Linked DNA regions of Zea mays: region 1 is linked to region 2. A link is a contact called in public HiChIP or PLAC-seq data. All regions are on one chromosome and are shown on one strand. The core of a region is the stretch at or near the end of the contact, and the rest is flanking DNA. Distances in the headings are between cores, read along the strand shown. Region 1 holds the start of LOC100193624 (Terpenoid synthases superfamily protein). Region 2 holds the start of LOC103654588 (probable receptor protein kinase).

Region 1 (2,806 bases), core at 304-2,803, 260 kb after region 2:
AGGGGCGATCTTCGGAGTCTTCGCCACCGCTGTCTACATCATAACTTTCACTGTCACCAGTATCTTCAGACAGTCCTTCCAGAATCTCATTGGTGATTTTTTCTGTGTTGGTCTTCGACATCGCTATAAGAAATCCTAAGTTCTTCTCTTCATCAAGACTCAGCTTCATCTCAGCAGCAGCCTTCTTAGCAGCTTCAGACATCTTCGGAAGCTCTAAAAAACTGTTTTCAAATCCGAAGCTTCAAAGCTAAAAGCTTAGCAAAACACAGTGCACAAGAGCTAAAAATTGAGTGAGCGGGAGTGGTTGGCCAGAAAGCGTGCAAAATGAGTTTGCGGTATGGCCGTATATATACGCTCGGTGCGTTGAAAATTAAAAGACCCCACTTGTCATTGAATGTTGCTATTCTAGCAAAGGGAAGGTGTTTTTTCGGACCTTCGGCGTAAAGCCTTCGTCCATATCGCAATCTAAATTTATTATTTCAAACAAATTAATATTGCGAGGGGCTACTGTTGGGGACCTTCGGCGTCCGAAGGTCCTCAAAAACAGGATTTAACAGTATTTCTGTAGTACAATGTGTGAACAGGTACCCTCGGACTAAAGTCGGCATTGCAGTAGACCGGAATAATACGAAGCTTGCTACAGAGCCGAAGGTGTTGAGCAGGAAAGCTTCGGCGTAACAGCAAAGAGTGGAACCGACTTAAAGATGAAAAGGCTATTCAGACCTCGATAGACTACTATAGAGTTATTATCAAATGTAAAGGGCATGAATGTAATTTTATAAGGGCTGTGTCCCGTGTCTATAAATAGGTGAACAGTATCCCCGTACTGTTCACGCTGACTTGGCATTTGCTTTTTGCGTCACGCTTGTACTGTCATTTCCTTCCGATTGAAGGTACACTTATAGCTCAATGATATTTTTGTTTATGTTCAGTAATAATAAATGATTGTTCATGTTTTCTCTTACATTCTTTATATTTTATCCTTTGTCATTGTTTGATGAATTTATGAAGGTATGTCCTTCATAACCTTCGTCCACAAGTTATTATATCCTAGGGGAAATAATGCTTCGGAGGACGAAGGACGTTAACGATTAACATTTTCTATGTTGCCTTGTTCTTAACTCTTAGCACTTGAGAACAAGTCCCCAACATATTGCTTATGTAAATATACAATGTCATTTTGCCTACTATTTACATATCAAATTGATTGTTTAAACAATTGTCAGAACGCTCGTGCGAAGCGCGGACAAGTTACTAGTAGAATTAAGAATTTAAGTCTATGAACGCGGAACTAGCAAACGCGTTAGGCTTTACATACTGAAGAAAGTCCATATGTGCCCATTTTTATTGCAATAAGGTTAGCAAGAACTGAAGCCACTTATTGCTTGAAACAAAAGAAGCTGAAGCCCTTATTTTTTGTTGATATATATTTGCTTCAGAGATTTCCTATACTTTAAAGCAGGAAGGAATCTGGCTCCCCCGTGCGTCCACGTCGCCAAAAAATTCCTTTGCCGTTCCATCGAGTGGTGGCAGCGTTCCTCCCTGTGTCCGTCGTTTGTAGATGGTTCTAGGTCTCTCCTCGTACCAGCGTCTCCAAATCTCACGCTCTCTCCTCCTCCCCATCTCCAATCTCGCACTCTCCTCTCCCAAAAAACCTCATCTTCCCCGCTCGTCTGCATTCTCGGCCATCGGCGGCGCTCCAGAGTTCCAGGTAATCGTGCTCCCTCCCCCGCCCTCCTCCACCCCATCTGCTCCATCCCACTCCGGTTTCCCATTGCTAGGGTTTAGGGTAGACATGGCGGCGTCGGCGGTGCCGGCTTTCCCAATCGTTAGGCCACAACAATGTGTTGCATACGGTTTGTGCATCCGGTAGTACTCGCTGTCCTCTTCCCTCACCTTGTGCGCCACGGACTCGGGGCCGCCGGGCGTCGTGGCCTCGCGCGGCTCCTGCTCCCGCGAGGAGGAGAAGGAAGACAACCCCCGGATGCTTGCCAACGCGACCCACCGCGCCAGTGGCCTCTTCGGCGCCGGAGAACCGCGGCGGCCGGTCCGTGAAGTCGTCACTCGGCGCCTAGATGTATCTGCTGCTCATCTCCTGGTGCGTCCTGCTCGATCACACCCGTCACTGCATTTCCGCCACCAGCTAGCACCGCCTGCTCGGCCCTATCTCTCTCCTCTTCTTTACACCTCACCTCCGGATCACTCAGAGATTGAGCCGTAGCCCAACTGGTCGCCGCGTCCCTCGCCCCTCCCCTCGCGCGCAGCAGCAGAGCACCACAGCGAGCAATGGAGGCGGTGGGCGTCGACCTGGCGCTGGGCGGCATCGCCGCGTCCCTCCCCGCTCCCCCCGCGCGCAGCAGCAGAGCACCACAGCGAGCAATGGAGGCGGTGGGCGTCGGCCTAGCGCTGGGCGGCCTACAAGTGCCCACCGGGAGAAAGAACTGTACTTCCTAGAGGAATAACTCTATCAGTGACATGGGGCCAGTGGAAGAAATTCAGGCAACAACAATATCTTTGCTGCACATGAAAATGGTAATATAACTGCAAGTTGGCATGAGTTTTTGTTTTGGCATATCTTAGTTGCACATAAATTTGCTAATCCGATGATACTAAGGAAATCTAATGCAGCAGCAACTGACTACAGCACGATTAATCATAAAATAGTAACTTAATCAGATATGTCCTTGATTACATCAGCTTGCTAAAAAATCCATGGAAAATAAGGGAAATGGTATTCATGACCATTCTAGTACAGAGTATCGTCCTGTTGGCGATCATTGTGTAATTTCGTTCTGAAATGAGAAAA
Region 2 (2,722 bases), core at 135-2,634:
GTACCCGAAGGACCGGGAATTGTTCGTGACACCAAGGATGAGATGTGCTGCGCCACAAGCAGCTGCTTCTTTAACCAGAGTTTTCCGGATAGATGACCCTCCACAGACCTTGAGCTCCAAATTAATCTGTGAATACAAATGGAAGAACAAATTGATGAGAATTCTGATGCAGCCTTTAAAAAGGCAAAGTTGGCAGGGAAACTGTCTTGCCAAAATTAAACTAAATTAAATAAATAACTCTGCAGTTCAATTTTAGTAGGAAAGATGTGTAGATCGGTGGTTGTCAAAAAAAACAAGGTGCCCGAAACTTGAAGGCGTTGGAGAAAAAAGAAGAGAGAAAAACATGACCATCCAGTAAATAAAGTAGCGACAGCACGAGTGATACGGCGGAGGTGAAGACTTCGAAACAAACTAAGTATTTGACGGGCTGCTGGACTGGACCAAATTTTCATGCACGGGGAGCATCTTTGAAAGCGAAATCCAGGAGAAAAGACCAGAGCTTTGAACGGCCAGCAGCATCGAACGAAACCTAGAGGAACGGCTAGCGAAAAAAACAGAGGGAAGTGTACAGTGGCAGATTTTTTTTTTCGCAGTAAGATTTGATTTGGGAGCGGGGAGCGAACGGACGGACCTGCTTGAGGTTGCAGAAACCGTCGTAGACGGCGAGCACGGAGGCGAGCGAGTCCGCGGCCCTGCTGCGCTCATCCAGTCTCACGAGCAAACCTGTAAACGGCGAGCGAAAGAGAGAGGTGAAAAAAGGTAAAGAGAGTGAGGGATTAATTTCATCTCATCAGATTCGTCAAATGGGGAACCAAACGGGGTTTGCAAGTTTGCATGGTGAGCGAATCGATGTAGTAAACGAATGAACGGAACGGAGCTTAATAACCCGTCCACGCAAGCAAGGAAATCCCATCCCAGCAGCAGAAACGCTCCAGGGATGGATCAGCGCCTTCCAAGCAAAACGGGTGGGGGCTTATCAACTAGTCAAGAGTCAGGAGGAAGAGGGGACGGTGGGCGGTACCGTCGGCGGCGGCCGCGGTGGCGACGTGGAGTGCGACGACGCGGTCCCCAGCATTGGCGACCTTGACGAGCGCCCAGGTGAGCAGCTCGCGGCTGGCGGCGTCGCGCCTGATCCCCACCACGACCGTCCTGGACGGGGACGACGACGGGTACGGGGACGGGGAAGGCGGCGAGGGCGACGGGGGCGCCTCGCACTGGAGCAACCGCTGGCGGCGCGCGCCGTCGGGGACGAGCAGCCTCATGGCGCCGCTGCCGCCGGCGTTGGTCGATGCCTCCGAGGCTCGGACTTGGTGGCTTGCCTGCCTCGCTACGGCAGAGGAGAGAGAGGGGAACTGCAACTGAGATGAGAAAGAAGAAAGAAAAGTAGGGGGATCCGCGGGAGGCTGCGTTTTATGCGGCCTCCTGTTTCTTTGACGTTGGGCCCTCCTGCCTCCTCCCCTGCGGTGAAAAACGTCCCGTCCGGTCCCGTTTCCTGTCTGCTGTCTGCTCGCGGCTTTTTTTCTTTTCTTTTCTGCTCGTCTCCAGCCCGGTTGCGCCTGCCGCTACCTTGCTTCGATCCAACACCTCTGCAACTCGGTATTTTTTTCTCCGTAGCTAACGCATACCGCAACTGATTAATCACTATCTAATTAAATATATACATAAAATTTATGAGGGAAAACAAATACTATTTTAAGGAGGCTACGCTCTACCGGCTACCGCTACGGCCAGTGATTTTCACTAGTTGCCCGAGGAGAGGGAGGCATGAAAGAGTAGACAGGTCTAAGCAAGGCATGGGACAACAACTACCATTCTCTAGAACGATCCCGTGAAGCCGAAGGCAGCCGTACCCTTAAACTGCTCGCGTCGCTCGGATGTGTTAGTGACCCTTGGATGAGGATCGCGCGGCCTAGAAAAACGAAGATGACGTGGATACTCTGGCTGCACGTCTTTGCGCTCACGGTTAATATATAGAATTGTAGAAAAACAAACTGCCGCGCCAGCCAGACACTACTACAGCCGAGCGGAGGCACTGAAACAATCTTCCAGTAATTTTGGCACAGTTAACAGCAACCTAGTTCTCTAAAATACTTTATAAATCAATAATTTATGTAGTTAATTAAAAATTTCTCTCCAACAGCTTTCTAAATAAATTTTTTATAGTTTATTTGTTTTGTTTTAATCTGTACCGTCTTTTACTGCTTCTACAGTGCTTTTATCTTTATACATTGTAGCTACAACAGTTTAAACAACCGGCTTTAATCTGAATCAAACAACCCCCTAAGTTTAGCTACTTTTTATCTAAACTCATTTCCTCCCTACATTTGGTAACATTTTACCAACTCCCAAGACAACAAAGAATAGCAACAACCAATCATATGTCGGCATGATTTACACCTTCAGGAGCAAATCAAATCGATCGTCTCACGTGAATGGATTCAGCGTGATCCGTATGCCTGGTCTTCTGCCACCACCATTCTGTCGACGAATACTACTAGCAACAAGATGCAATCAAAATACATGTAGGAAATAGGCCCACTTATTTTTTTATGTGGATAGATTACTAAACTAAAACCTATATTCATAAAACTATTGGAGAATTCACAAATTTTAACTCCCAAAAATATTTAACAACTTCCTAAATCTATGATTTAAAGAGCTAAAATTTATATAACTATAGGAGATGCTCTGTAAAAGATCCGATCTTCAAACAAACCATATA

What was found. HiChIP or PLAC-seq counts read pairs in DNA pulled down with a chosen protein or histone mark.
Region 1: a contact with region 2 is called in an H3K4me3 HiChIP or PLAC-seq map of leaf, with 5 times the contacts expected there. The contact joins the promoter of LOC100193624 here to the promoter of LOC103654588 in region 2. A contact is called at or near these places in 2 of 25 Hi-C or Micro-C datasets (ear and tassel) and 1 of 3 datasets of contacts at active chromatin or transcription factors (leaf).

What each region holds. Positions count from the first base shown.
Region 1 is chr4:215,891,888-215,894,693 of Zm-B73-REFERENCE-NAM-5.0, forward strand. It overlaps LOC100193624 (Terpenoid synthases superfamily protein), which reads left to right and starts at 1,554. Exons shown (of 6, transcript NM_001138724.1): 1 at 1,554-1,711.
Region 2 is chr4:215,629,601-215,632,322 of Zm-B73-REFERENCE-NAM-5.0, forward strand. LOC103654588 (probable receptor protein kinase) reads right to left here and starts at 1,385. Exons shown (of 11, transcript NM_001327820.1): 1 at 1,022-1,385; 2 at 632-723; 3 at 5-126. The coding sequence starts at 1,262.